Linked DNA regions of Ovis aries: region 1 is linked to region 2. A link is a contact called in public Hi-C data. All regions are on one chromosome and are shown on one strand. Each heading gives the region's core, a stretch centred on a gene start, on an enhancer-like site or on the middle of the called end of the contact. The rest is flanking DNA. Distances are from core to core; before and after follow the strand shown.

What was found. A called contact is a pair of places that touch in the nucleus more often than the background predicts.
Region 1: a contact with region 2 is called in a Hi-C map of tail adipose tissue, with 2.3 times the contacts expected there. The contact joins the promoter of PLXDC1 here to the promoter of LASP1 in region 2. A contact is called at or near these places in 7 of 16 Hi-C or Micro-C datasets (blood, hypothalamus, mesenteric adipose tissue and 3 more).

The regions. Positions count from the first base shown.
Region 1 is chr11:39,404,706-39,411,551 of ARS-UI_Ramb_v3.0, forward strand. PLXDC1 (plexin domain containing 1) reads right to left here and starts at 2,179. Exons shown (of 14, transcript XM_004012833.4): 1 at 1,977-2,179. The coding sequence starts at 2,052. It overlaps ARL5C (ADP ribosylation factor like GTPase 5C), which reads right to left. Exons shown (of 6, transcript NM_001162556.1): 6 at 6,444-6,492. The coding sequence ends at 6,444. TRNAC-GCA (transfer RNA cysteine (anticodon GCA)) reads right to left here and starts at 4,064; the gene lies at 3,993-4,064. It overlaps TRNAC-GCA (transfer RNA cysteine (anticodon GCA)), which reads right to left and starts at 4,811; the gene lies at 4,740-4,811.
Region 2 is chr11:39,205,457-39,212,564 of ARS-UI_Ramb_v3.0, forward strand. LASP1 (LIM and SH3 protein 1) reads left to right here and starts at 2,939. Exons shown (of 7, transcript XM_004012830.6): 1 at 2,939-3,137. The coding sequence starts at 3,069. It overlaps TRNAC-GCA (transfer RNA cysteine (anticodon GCA)), which reads right to left and starts at 2,195; the gene lies at 2,124-2,195. TRNAC-GCA (transfer RNA cysteine (anticodon GCA)) reads left to right here and starts at 387; the gene lies at 387-458.

The DNA of each region.
Region 1 (6,846 bases), core at 929-3,428, 200 kb after region 2:
GTCACCAGGGCTCCACCACCAATCGGAGCAGCCCTTTCCCAGAGGGTCCCACCCCCACATCTGTTCTCCCTAGAAGACAACCCCTGCCTCCAAACAGGGCCCGCTCAAACCCAGTCTGGTCGTGAAAAAAAATAAGCTCGACACAGAGTCAGCAGCGCCCCCGCTGGCTTCCTTCAGTCTCACCAGTCTCCCTGCTGCAGAGAAAGTTCATTTCTCCTGGCTGAATCTGCCAAAGCTGAGGAGACAGGACATCTTCTACTGAGAGATGTGATTCAAATCTCTGCCTGCACCCTCTTTGGCCCCCCAGGGTATCTCCTCTTCCAATCACCTCTGAAGAGGCAGCCCTCAGCTCAGCCTGGCTCTGGCCCCTGCATTGCCCATCCTTGTTTCCTTCCAGTGCCCTCTTCCCCACCCCTTTCCGTGGATCTCCCATCTCAGTCAGATTCAGAGCCATCCCTCATCAATCCAGTCATATCCAGAGTTCAGAAGATCTCATCAGGATGGGTTTGCAAAAGACCTAAAAAATTGACCTGTCCAACCCATTCCTTTTTATATTGACTTAATTTTTGTTTTTTTCTTTTTGCAATTATCTCATACACATCATAACAAATCTGAAAAAGAGAGACAGTCATAAAAAAGATCTCTCATAATCCTATAATCCCACAAAGATTTTGCCCACAGCCTCACTTTATAAGGGAGGAAACAGGCCCAGAGAAGGAAAGTAACTTGTTCAAGGTCACACAGCAAGCAAGATGTTGGAACTAGAAGTCACATCTCTGGCCACTCTCTGTGTGGTCTCTCTGAAAACTGGTGGTTTTGCATCAGCAGCCTCTTGCCACCTAGGCTTCCGCTGCCCTCTGCCCACACTCTCCTTCTCAACAGAAACCCAGGCCTGTCTCAACTATATTCAGGGACCATTAAAGTCAAGAATGCCATCCCTGATGCTGTGCCTGATGCCCACAGACCTCTGAGACACAGCAGCCCAACTACAGCATCCCCCTGGACAAACCCTCCACCTGCTCCATCCCACCCTGGGGGACATCTATGCCTGTGAGGCACGGAACTCTATCTTCCCAGTTCTGTCCAGAGGCTTGACTGCAATCACCCACCTCCCCAACCCCAGAGAATGCCTGCATACAGAAGGAAGAAAGAGGAGAATGCAAAATTACTTGCTGAAAAATGGTTCTCCTTTATAACAGGACAGACTCAAGGTAGATCTCCAAAAGGACTTTCCAGGTGGGAGAATGATTGCAGAGAACTGCTGTGGGGAAGGTAGGACACCCCACCCTCCTAATCTAGAGCCAGAAAAGCTAAAGGCCAAGGGCCGCCAGGGCAGAGTAGAGCCAGAGTGACTGGAGGACCCTAGAGGCTGGGGGTGGGGAAGCAGCAAGTTGCTTCTTTCTGGGCCCAGCGCTGCTCTTCAAGTACCAGAGAGGAGAGGCCGTCAAGCTCCCCACTGCCCTTGCTGGAGGAGAGATGGTGGGTCTCCTCCATCCTCCTGGCTACTGCCACTCAGCCCCCAGACTGGGTCAGCTTGGGAGTGAGGGCAGCGGAGAGAAAAAGGAAACAAAACTGAAGCAAGAGACATCCCAGACTCCGCATCTCATCAGAATTCAGCCTCACCCAGTGTGGCCAGGGGACCCTGTGACTCTCCCACCGTCCTCTTTGGGGCCAGAGCCCAGTGCCTTGTGGATTCCCTCTCTGCTGGGGTCCCTCCAGTGTCCTTCCAGGAGGGAAGGAGAAATCGGGGCATCGGGGTCTGATCCTTCCACCCTCACTCACACACCCTGTGTGTTTAGGAAAGTAGGGGTCCTTGTTCACCTGCCACCGTCCACAGCGCTCCTGGCCTCCCTCGGACACGACCCCCGGCGCCTCTGACATCGCCAGCCTGCCGGTACCTTCCATGCCCACGCCCGCCCACCTGCCCCCTCGACCCACGACCCTGACCCACCCCCACCAACTCTGGCCAGTCCTACCTGCTCCGGGCTGGGGGCTCAGAGCCCGGGCAGCCTCCCTGAGCACCAGCACGAGGAGCCAGAGCTCAGCCCGCATGGTGGAGGCCAGGACCCGCCCCCGGCCCGCAGCTGTCCCGGCCCGGCTCGGGCGGCGCGGTCCCCCGGGCTGGCCGGCGGAGGGGTGGGCGGCGGAGCGGCAGCGGAGCGCGGGGCAGGCAAGCAGTGAGAGCGGCGGAGCGCCAGCGGGCGGCGAGCGAGCCGAGCGGCCTCCCGGAGCGGGGACTGGGGAGGGGGCGGGGCGGGGGGGGGGCGCGGCGCCTCCGGAGCTCGCCCCGAGTCTTCCCCAGCCCTCCCAGCCCTGCCCGAGCGCTCCCCGAGAGCTCCCGCGGCCGCTTCCCAGGCGGGGGGAGAGGGTAGCGGGAGGAGGAAGGGGACAGGGCGGGGAACCCTCGGGCTGGGAGAACCCCCGAAGAGCATCAGCTACCCCTACACCGCACCTTAGCTTCTGCCTGCTTTCCCCTCCTCCACTCCCTGGGGGAAAGCGGTGGAGAGAAGGCTCGAAGGGCCAGATCCCAGGAAGGGACAGTGGGCGCCCCTTCCTCAGACCCTGCGCTCCTACCATCCACACTCGACCCATTTCCACCAGGCTTCCCGACTTTCTGGGCTGTTGCACAGAGTTGTGTAGGGATCTGATGCCCATCCCCACCCCAGGAGTCTCCCCTTGCAGCAGAGGCCTGAATTCCACGCCCTCTTATGGCTTCTCTCCACTTTATCCCACCCCGCAGACATGGGGATGGAGGGGACCTGAATCATCCCTACTTTGAAATAACCTGGACTTCTTCCCACCCCCAGAAAGTAACTGAGGTCACCCTCCTCTTTGGGGACCCCAGACCTCCACAGGGCCCAACTCAGTCAATCTTCAGAGGAGAGCAAGGAAATGTCTCACCCCAACTGCCACCACCTTATAAGCAGGCTCTGGGAATAGATAACTTTTTTTTTTTTTTTTTACCCTACCAGAACAGAATAAAAATACCCTCAATTTAGGAGATTTAATAGATGGCAGGGAATCAGGTCAGGACCCGGAGGTGCCTCTTCCCTCCTCGACCTAATTCGTGCGAAGGCAAGGAGATCCAGCGCTGGATGGAGGGAGAATGAGGGTGAAAGGGACGCCCTGATATATACAGGCTGGGGCCCTAAAGACTAATCTTTCAGAATCCCAGTTCGTTCTTCCTCAGGACCCAGGGTCCCAGAACCGACCTCCTTTAGCCCGACGTCCCCTAATCACTTACAATGGGACAAGGCTAGGCCTGTCTGTAAGTTCTTGTTGTCTCATTTAAATTGCTGTTTTGCCAACTCTCAGGATCAAAAAGGCTGCTGCTTCCAGCTGCGGCTTCTTGCTGCCCTCTAGTGGCCACGTGACGAGCCGCAACGCGTGTGTTTTGCGGTTTTCCTCGATTTTCCAGACCTGCCTACGCGCTTCGCGCTATCTCCGACTCCAGCCAGGCGGGTTCACATCTCCTTGCCCCTACCTTCCGAGAGATCAAGGTGAGAGGACCCAGGACGGAATTTCAGCTCCGGCAATGATCTTTTTGAACAGTCCCCTGTCCGGGATGCCTCGCGCGCGGTCTGTTTTAAAAAGTCTCTTAATAAAGGACTCAGGCTGAAACAGCAACTTGGAAATAATTAGAAGCAAATGACGTGTCAATTTTTTTTTTAATGTAAGCTTCTAGAACTTGAGTGTACATCAGAATCACCTGGAGGGGCTTATAAAACACAGATTTCTGGGAGCCACCCCCAAGTACTATAGTTCTGAGGCCGAGAATCCATATTTCTAACACATTCCCAGCTGGTGGTGCTGTTCTCAGTAACACATTTTGAGAACCTCTGCTCTAAATTTGTTTTGCTGTTTCGCCGTTCCTCATCTCGCCCAAAATAGAAGTGGTGAAATAAATGTCAACACAAAATCGTGGAAGTAGGAAGTTGTAAGAAAAGTGGTGGCTGGGAAAATCTGAATTTGGATCCTTAAAAATGTATACAAGGGGGCACCCGGATTTGAACCGGGGACCTCTTGATCTGCAGTCAAATGCTCTACCACTGAGCTATACCCCCTCTGCTGGTTTTTTGCCTGCGGATGACTTCTTAGTGCTACTCCAGCGCAGGCGCTGTGACTGCGTCCACAAACGGAAGTGGAATCCAGTATTTTCAAGAGACAGAGAGACTATAAATCTCGAGAGACTACTTATCTGAATGCAGAGTTTGTTTCCTGAAACTCTGAACTAAAGAATTCTAATGATGTAAGAAAAAGCAATTTGGGACTGCGGGAGGAGAAGCCCCTCACTTCCCCTAGATTTCTCACTTCCTGGACCTTCCTTTGGGCCTGGGTCCGCCTTTCCTGCCTTGCCAGAGCGCCCCTAGCGATTCTCTTGGCGCCCATCTCTCTCCTACACGCTCACAGACACCTCCAGTCCTTCCTGTCCCAAGCCCAGCCCTTAGAAACTCAGTCTGTCTTCCAACAGACTGAGATCCCGGGCAGCTGAGATCCCGGGACACGTAGATCTGCGTGCGGGGTCTCACGCCTCCACCCTACCATCAAGAGCGCGGGCCTTTGTACAAGCCCCCAAGAGGCTGAGGGCGTGGCTTGGCAGGACCTGGGGCTCCACCCTGATCGCCGGCAAAAGAGGTCCGCAATGTTGAAGGACCCTTCCGCTTTAGCCTGTAAGGGAACTTCAGGAGGAGCACTGCAGGACTAAGAAGCCGGGGAAGGAAAAACAAACTAGACCTTAGAGGGGGCACCCGGATTTGAACCGGGGACCTCTTGATCTGCAGTCAAATGCTCTACCACTGAGCTATACCCCCGTGGTACCAATGTTTCTTGCCAGCTAGGGTGAATTTCTACGGAATAAGGGAATTATTAATTTTCACCTATTGTGTTCTTCTTTGTAGCTAACCTAATGGAAGGAAGACGGCATCTGAATGGAGACATTTAGACTTCCTAAGTTCTTCCCCCTCACCACTCTTCATGGAAACCACCGGGTTAAGAAATCTTGAGCCCACTGTTTCTGTGTCCAGACTCTCACAGGGTTGTGCACTTCCTGACTTTCGAAGAGAACATACCCACTGACCTCAGGACCATCCCAGGTTTTCTGGGGGGTAATAGCACTGCTCCCTGTACAGGACAGGCAGCCTGGGTTTCCATCCTGTTTTCAGCTCTACTTTGATAGGACTCCTGGGCTTTTCCAACCCCTAAAGTCCCCTACTCCCCTCCTTCCCCTAGGCCCAGGCAGAGCCTAGAGTTCTGAGTGCTGGCAAACCTGGTGTTAGTCACCTGGCAGAGGGCTATAGAGCCCAGGACCGAAGGGCCAGTCCCCATAGAGACCCTTGAGGCAGCCCCTTTCCATTTCCTAGGTGGATTTCCCCTGCCGGAGAACTTTGTATGAAACTGAGTCAGTTTTGAGGTGCAGCCGAAGGAGCAGGCAGCAATAAAAGGTGAGCAGTTTTCAATGGCATTTATTATACCTTCATAAAATTCCTACTACAGTATGGGGGAAAAATCACTACAAAAAGACAAGATAAACAAATGCTGTAGGAATCTGGGATGTTGGGAGGAGTGGGATTCACACTGGAAGGACACTGGGAGTGAAGGGGTAGCTTAAAGCTCAAAAGCTGTGGTCAGACCCAGCATCTCAGAGGGAACGGGAAGGTGAGGAAGGAGTGGAACCCCCTGCAGTGTGAGGAACTGTCTCTGGCTGGAAGGTCGGGTCCTCCACCCTCTCCCTTCTCAGGTTTTGCCTCTGCCCTTCTTCCCTGGTGGTTCAGGGGTTAAAGTGTCTGCCTGGAATGCGGAAGGCCCGGGTTCGATCCCTGGGTCAGGAAGATCCCCTGGAGAAGGAAACGGCGACCCACTCCAGTACTCTTGCCTGGAGAATCCCGTGGAGGGAGGAGCCTGGTAGGCTACAGTCCATGGACACGACTGAGCGACTTTACTTTCTTCCTTTCCTTTCTTCCTTTCCTTCCCCTGAGCCAGCCCCTTCACCTTTCTGGAATCTCCTTTGACCGAAGTATATGGGACAAAGATGGCTAAGGGGCCGGAAAGCTGGAGTGGGGGTTAAGGGGTTGGGGTAGAGGTCTAGGAAATAAAGAACAATTCCAGGGGTCTCTTACTCTGCCCTCCATTTTTCCTACAGAGAGGCTGAGGACTGAGGGAGGGGCCTCCACTTCCTGATCCCCCAACAGCTTTCCTGGTGTCTTTAAGAAGGATGCCTGCTTCCATGGAGTGAAGGGCAGCTTTTTCTGCTGTCCTGTCTACAGCAACTCAGGGTGCTTCACCTAGCTCCTCAGTGGGGGGGTTGGGTGTACAGTGGCAATCTCACCATCCATAGATACCCCTGGTCACTAGAGCATCATAGAAAAATAATAGTCACTTGGGTTTTCTACCCACATAGTCCATGCAAAACCCTCCAAGTTTCTGGTTGGCCTCAGGCTGGGACATCAGTTGGCAGTGGCTTGAGACTGCATCCACTGCAGCCCGGCAGGCAGCCTGAGGAAGGAAAGAACAGGGCAAGGATCAGCATATCCCATGAGGCTGATGGCATGCCCAACCCCCAGCCCTGCCCGGAGCTGACTGCTTGAACGCCCAAATTTATATCTAGTTTTGCATTCAGTTAACAAACATAAATGAACCGTGCAATGGGTATTATGCCAGGGGTTACTGGTGAAAAAATAGACATGCCCTCTAGGGCTTGCAGTCTAGCAGAGGAGACAGATATTAAACAGATGGTCAAACAAATAACTGTATAACTACATACTGTGATAACGTTTAGAAAGGAGATGTACAGAGACCTCTGGATGTTTGGGAGTCAGGGAGGGCTTCTTGGACAAAGAGACCTGGAGA
Region 2 (7,108 bases), core at 1,689-4,188:
GTTGTTTCCTAAAAATAGAAGGGGACCACTAGAGAACATAGGCAGGGAAAGTCTCTCAGTGGACATGTCTGTTCAGCTGGTGCTTGCATTCTTTTTAGAGAGACTGGGAGAAAGGATGCCTTACTCAGTTTTGCAAGAAGCTCTTCTCTGACTTCTTAGGGTGAAGAGATGACTGGGATTGTGGATAAAGAATTGAACTTAGAAAAGACAAAAGTTCACATATTTTCAAAATTCCATGTTTTTACTAGGTCTTTTAATGTTGTTCCTCGTTATTACTATTCAATATCTTGTAGCAAGAAGGAACTGATTTTGGGAAAAGAATTTTCAGGGGAAAAAAAAAGTCTAGAATGGATGTAAAAAGCATTTACCAGAACACTGCCAGCAGAGGGGGTATAGCTCAGTGGTAGAGCATTTGACTGCAGATCAAGAGGTCCCCGGTTCAAATCCGGGTGCCCCCTTCCCTGATTTTCCATTTTTCACAGTCACAAGTTAACACAAAGTCAGAGGTATGTTCTGAATCCAAAACTTTCTGGAGATTCTCAGAAAATACTCTTAACCAGAGAGATGCCCTAAGAGTCACACAGGAATGACTCCACCGCGACTCACTGGCAAGAAGCCCACTCATCTGTACCCTCGGTAGGTAGAAAGAAGGCTGATACCTTTCCAGTTTGAGATCCTTTAGGACTTACTGGTTTAATGTTAATCATAGTTTCTTTGGAGGGGAAGAAATGGAATGCCTGGGCAGGGCAATATTATTTTGCCTAGTTCATAGTAGTGGCGAAGTCACGGCACAGATTTAAGATGAAAAGTGGACGGCTTTCACCTTCTTTATATTAGCTCAAAGGCAGGGTTTTGGCCTGATAAACCTACAGGTGGAGTTTGAGGCCTAGTGTCCAAGAATGGGGTGAAAAATTAGCTATTTCTCACCTCTGAGCTTTGACCTGCACAGCAGCTCTGCTTAATCACCACGTCCAGCTTCACGACTTGTCTCACAGTGATGCATGCTCAGTCGGGTCCCACTGTTTGCCACCCCAAGCATTGCTCCTCAGCCTCTGGGATTTCCCAGGCAAGAATACTGGAGTGGATTGCCACTTTCTTCTCCAGACAGTAAGGGGAGCCGTGGGGAAAAAAATATTCAAGTAGTATTCCCCTGGGGCCCTGAGGGATGACACAACCAAATTCCAAGTTTAAAATACCACAAATTCCCCCTGACTCAAGAAGCATGCCTCTCCCACTATCCTTTCTTTTTCCTTTTTTTGGGCAAAACCTAGTCGAGAGGGTCGGTCTTGCTCTCTGATCTTTTTCCTTGGACCCAACAGTGATAACAGCCAGTCATGCAGTGGACAGTTATCTGTCCCCATCTTTAGGTTATGAAGCTTAATGGCGTTGTATTATTTGCTCAGTGGTTCTCAAAGTGTGGTCTAGCAGCATCAACACCCCCTGGGAATTTAAGAATGCAAATTCTTGGGGTCCCACTCCAGGCCAAGAGTATCAGAAACTGGTAGTTGGGGGGGGGTTAGTGTTTTAAGGAGCTCCCTATTTAATTCTGACACACACTCAAGTTTGAGAACATTAAGTTTATATCAGTTTATATCAGGACATAACTTTATTTTTGTAAATTAAAATGAGATTTTGGGTCGGCATTGACCATTTCCACATTCTCAAACTGCTTTCACTGTGCTGGTGTTATGAGCAATAAGGAAAGGTGCTTCGGGCACGCGCTTGTCACCGGTAATAAAGAAAGTTGAAGTTGGAGAAAATCTGTGTCTGTGGGTTTTCTTCTCCAGACCCACCCCTACCCAAAATGAAACACCAAGTTGGGGGAATCTTGCCTCCTGAACCAGCGCCTGGAACCGCCTTACACGACTGCGGCTGCCGCAGAAATCCCGGTACCTCCCGCATGGGTCGTGGGGACCTGAAGTTTTTGTACATGATTTGTTCCTGTACCCACCCCCTCCTGCTGCTGAGTACGAAGTCAAACCGAAAGCCTTCCGTTAAGGTTGGAGAATGAGGAAGGAATTTTAAAATAGCTTTTCTCTATTTCTCTAACCTAGGACCCGAGGTTAAAATATGAATCAAAAAGGAAATAATTATACTAGACAAAAATTAGGAAAAAACCGCCGAGGGGGCACCCGGATTTGAACCAGGGACCTCTTGATCTGCAGTCAAATGCTCTACCACTGAGCTATACCCCCACGCCGCGCCTTGGCTTGGATGCGGCTCTTTTGGGTGTTAAGACACTGCTAAAGGTGAACAGTAAGGGTAGGTAAGGAGAAAGAAACGCAAGAGAAAAAGGGATCGAGCGCAAAGCAGAAGCTCGCTGGATTCGGGGAACTACTGGAAAGCTGCACGGCAGAGGCGCGGGGACGCAAGAATTAACCCGGTCTGCGAGGGACTGAGTCCTGCAGGGAGGGACGGGTTCCGCCTTACAAATTGTGGGAGAGGATGTTGCAGGGCATGGCTAACATCTTAGGGGCGGGGCAGGGAGGGTTCCCGTAGATCCGCGGATTTCTCGCCAGGTACCGACGGGTACAAAGGAAATCCCCAAACCTGACGAATCTGGTTGGGTGTTCGAGTGGGTTCGAACCCCACCCTGGGCGGTTGCGAGGGGCTCGCCGGCCCTGCAGCCCAGGTGCCCAGATGTGCCACCGGATCGCCCCCGCCCCGCCTCCAGCGGCGGAAGAGCCCTGGGCAAGGTCGCCTGTTAGCGCCTGGCCTCCGGGCGCATTCCAGGGCCCTTTCTGCTTGCGAGCTCACCTAGGCGCGTACCGCTGGGCGCGCGGTCCTCCCTGGAACCCGCCCCCACGCAGTCCCACGTAGCCTGGAGAGCGCGCCTCGCCGCGCGCGCCCCTGCCCGCGCCCGCGGCGCGTCCCCGCCCCGGTACAGCCCCTCCTCCCCGCTGTGTTTATTAGGGGAAGGAGGGCGGGGGCGGAGGCCAGTTCCCTAGCTCAAGCAGCCGTCGCTGTCGCCTGTGCAGTTGAGGCCGCGGCCGTCTCCCGCCAGCTCGCTCCGGGGAAAGAGAACGCGCGCGAGCTCGGGCGTCCTCGCCCCAGCCTTTCCCGGAGCCATGAATCCTAACTGCGCTCGGTGCAGCAAGATCGTGTACCCCACGGAGAAGGTGAACTGTCTGGATAAGGTGAGACTCGGGACTGGGAGACGCGTCTTTGCAATCCCCGAGCTCCAGATCGGAGGAGGAGAGCGGGGCTGGGTCTCTGCCGCCCCGTTACCGCGATCCCGGGAGGAGGAAAGGTGGGTGGTGTCATGGGGCGTGAGGGACGGACCCCAGTCTGGAAACCAGGAGATCTGGGGCGAGGAAAGGAGTCCACGCGTGGCGGGCAGCCACTACTGGAGAGGAGTGGGCTCGGTGCCCGGGGGTGGAGAAGCCGGGCCCCGGAGTGGGGGTGGGGGGAGTGAGGGAAGGTTAGGGGTGCAGTCCCGCCCCCTAGGGCCGGGAGAGTGAGAGCAGACGGCCGCTCCCTCTCCCCGCCTCGCCGAGCGCCAAGTAGGCGGAAGCGCTGGGCGCTGGGGGAGGGGGCGGCGGGGGGGCGGGGCAGAGGTTGGGGCCCCTGCTAAGCGGTCCGCTCCGGCGGCTACTGGCCCGGCTTCCTGGCTTGGAGACTGGAGGGTGGGGGCCGTCAGCGGGCAAGTGTTGCGTCTGGTGAACTGGCCTTCGGATAAGGACCCGAGCCCCATTGAGAGAGCCCGTTTTTCGGACGACCTGCAGCCCTCTTGGTGGTTCAGCGGTTAATGGGCTAGCCTGAGTCCTCCATAGCTTCCCAGCCCCCACCTCAAATTAGAAGCCAACTCCCAGCGTTGGTCCGCCCAGCCGGACCCGGGTGGGGTCGCTTGCTGGAGTAGGGTGGTGGGGGGTTGCTTCACTGAGATCTCCCGAAATTGTGTTCAGAGGCTGAGTCCACCCTGTAGAACAAAGAGCTAACTTTTCAGAGCAGGTTTCCCCAATGGAGGGTGGGGTTGGCTAAGTTCAGGGGGAGCCAAGAAAAGGGGGGAGATGTTGGGGGAAAGGGAAGGTGGCCTTCTGGAAATTCACTGTCCCCTGGGGGCCCTTAGGCGTCTTCCTCCCCCCCCACCCCCATCATGCTGGACTCGTTCATCTGGTTGCCATTATACTTTTTGAAGGGGGGCGGAGAGTGGAACTGGGTATTTCCTGCAGTTTGGGGTAGGATCCGGACCTCTTTTAATCTAAGATCCTAAGGCAATCCATCTTCCCTCTCATTCCCTCCTCGGTCTGGAGGAGAGGCCTCTAGGATTTTGTCCCCTTCTTCATCATGCCTTTCATTCACCTCCTAAAGCTGCCCCCCTGTCCACACATTCCCTCTTTCCCATCTGGACTGGCCAGGGGTTGGGGGCCCATGGGATGGAAGAGGGTGCAGGGCCCACCTGGAGTCAGATATTTTTTGTGAGGGGGGAAAGGGTCGTTCCTTGGATTCTTTTGTCTTTCCCCTCCTTAGGGTTGGAGCTTCCTCAGTAACCTTTGGCCTCTGAGTCAGGGTGAGGGGGTGGGGTTCCATGGTTCTGAGATCATTTTGATACTGCTCTTGGAGGAACGGGTCATGCGGGGCCGCTGCTGTTTCAGTCTTCTCTCCTGGGCCTGGCTGGGCAGGAGGAGAGAAAGGCCATGTTATGGTGCAGTGAATGTGGGTGCTGACCTTCCCAAAGACCATGCGGGAGGGCAGGACTTGAGCCTGGGGGCAGGAGCTGAGAGCTCTCTGGCCTTGCACACTGGTGTTTCTGCTCTTCCCTGGTGGGAGGGATTTTGGCCTCTGCGTCTTGAGTTCCTTGTGCTCCCCTTCTGCACAGTCATGAACTGGGTAGAGGCAATGGCCACTTTCCACCCACATAAGGCGGAAGCAGTGTCTGCTGGAAGGACACTAGCCTGGGCGTTGGAACACTTGCTCCTAGTTCCAGGTCCGCTCACCACCAGCTCTGTGAATGGCTCCAGGCCTCAGTGTTCAGAGTCTATCAGATGGGTGTGATGATGTCATTTCCTTGAAGGTGGGGAAGTGCACCCGAGTGCCTGTCACAGTGCCTGGAAGGGGATGTGGTATAGGCTGTGCGCCCTCTTCTTTTCTGGGGTACTCTGTCCAGCCCCATACCTGGCTTTCCCTGTAAAGACCTTTGGTGTCTGAGGGGAGGGTGCAGCCCCTTTAAGGCGCCCTCCCCATCTGTTTTCTTCCCCTCTCTGGAAGAGGACATTCAGGTGGTGGGCACCCTGGGAAGTGAGAGTTGGCGGTTCCTCTCTCTTCCTACAGGAGGTTTCCCTGGGGAGATGTCACCCCTGCACTGAGCAGGAGGCCTGGAATATCCAGGTATTAGACTGGTTCCTCCCACCGCCCTCCAGGCAGTAAGGGCAGGCACTTAGAATGGGGACCTGACGCCTGAGGACAGATGTTCAGTCCCATAGACACAATTGCTAACCAGCTTCCCAAGACAACCCATTTACAACAGGAGAGAGTCAAATTAGACTCACCTGTTTCACTGCAATTTCCCTAGGACCCGACATGACCCAGAGCACAAGCTACATTCTTGGTGTTAGCCTTTCCTCCTCCTTGAGCCTTATCTCCCAAAGGCTTAGGTGAGTAAAAGCCACATCACCTCTGATGGCTACCCTACCGTCCACCTGCATTACCCAGCGTGTCCTCATGCTGAATAAATGTGTATGGCTGGCCACGGTGTTTGAGGTCGAGATTTGTTTCCCCAACTTATGGGATTAGAGTTGGGGAAGAAACAGGGTGATGTCGCTCGCTCATTCATTCAATGAACATTAAGCACCTACGTGGTACGGGGCCCTCTTGGCTGCTGCAGGGCCTCTGCGGAGGGAGAGAGGCTGCGTCTCGCAGTGTCCTCTACCTTTTGACAGACTTGGGAGTTTGGTCCTAGATCACACTGGGAGGCACTAACGTGGGGACTCGCTGTGTCCCCTTGGCCTGGCTTGCTTTTGCCGAGCTCCTGAATACAGATGGAGGCATTGAGGAGGGTAGAGGATTGGTGGGCTGAGTCCCCTGGACTCCCCTATTGGGAGGGTTCTCTGCCTCTGGTTGTCTGAAGTACCCTCCCCTCGTCCCCTCACCCCCCAGGTGGCAGCAAGGTAGAAGGAAACGGGACCCAGAAGAGGGGAAAAGGCCTGTAGCCTTGGTGCCTCGTTTCCTAGCTAAGAGCACCCTACAGTCATCCCATGACCATCCCTGCATAGACTCCTTGGAATGTGCCAGGCTGAGTCTTTCCAGGAGCCTCACAGAGCAGATGCGACGGCTCCTGTAAATTATGACCCCCGTAGGCAGAGGCCCAGACAGGTCATGCGGTTCACTCCCCACAGCCTGAGCTGGAATTCAGCTCTAAAGTTCTTGGTGCTCAGCTCTTCTGCCTGTTATGTTTGCAAAAAAGTACTTTAATTTACACTATCTCCCTAATGTGTTTAGTGGGCCCTCCTCTTCCTGACCCTGGCCTGTGGAATGCCCAAGGCCTGAGCTCTTGAACCAGGAATAATACTCCCTGGGAATCTGGGGAGGTGCAGCCATGGTCTCTGCCTTTAAGCCAGCCTCCCAGGTGGCCAGCTGAGCTAGGCTGGTGACCAGGCCAGGGTGGGGCTACCGTTGCCCTTGGAGGAGTGAGAAACTGTAACCCTGGGTGACAGGAAGGGAGGGAGAGGTCTCATTCTCTAGCCCTGAGTCATAGGGCGCCCGGGTGGAGAGGGTGGAGTGGGCAAGATCCCAGGCCGCAGGCACAGCGACCTGGAGTTCACCACATCCCCCACCCCCAGAGCTGTGAGCAGCTTCTCCCCCAGCCTCTACGGTGACTCTGGAGAGAAAAGGCTGACCCCCAACCTCACCCAGGTGCAGGGCATCTTGCTTCTGCTCCCAGCAGCCTCAGTTTGCCTTTCTGTGGAGTGGGTTGCAGCTTTGGAGCTCCAGGCCAGGGAGAGTGGAGGCTGATGCTGGAGCCTGGGACATGGGCTGAGAGGCTCCTAACGGGCACCAGAGAACTAGGTTTTGGTGAACAGGCAAGTCGTGGACTTCCAGGGCAGTGGGGAGGATTCAAGTTGCATGTTTAGAAGTAACTGCTCCCTGAGTCCCAGGAATGCTGCTCTGA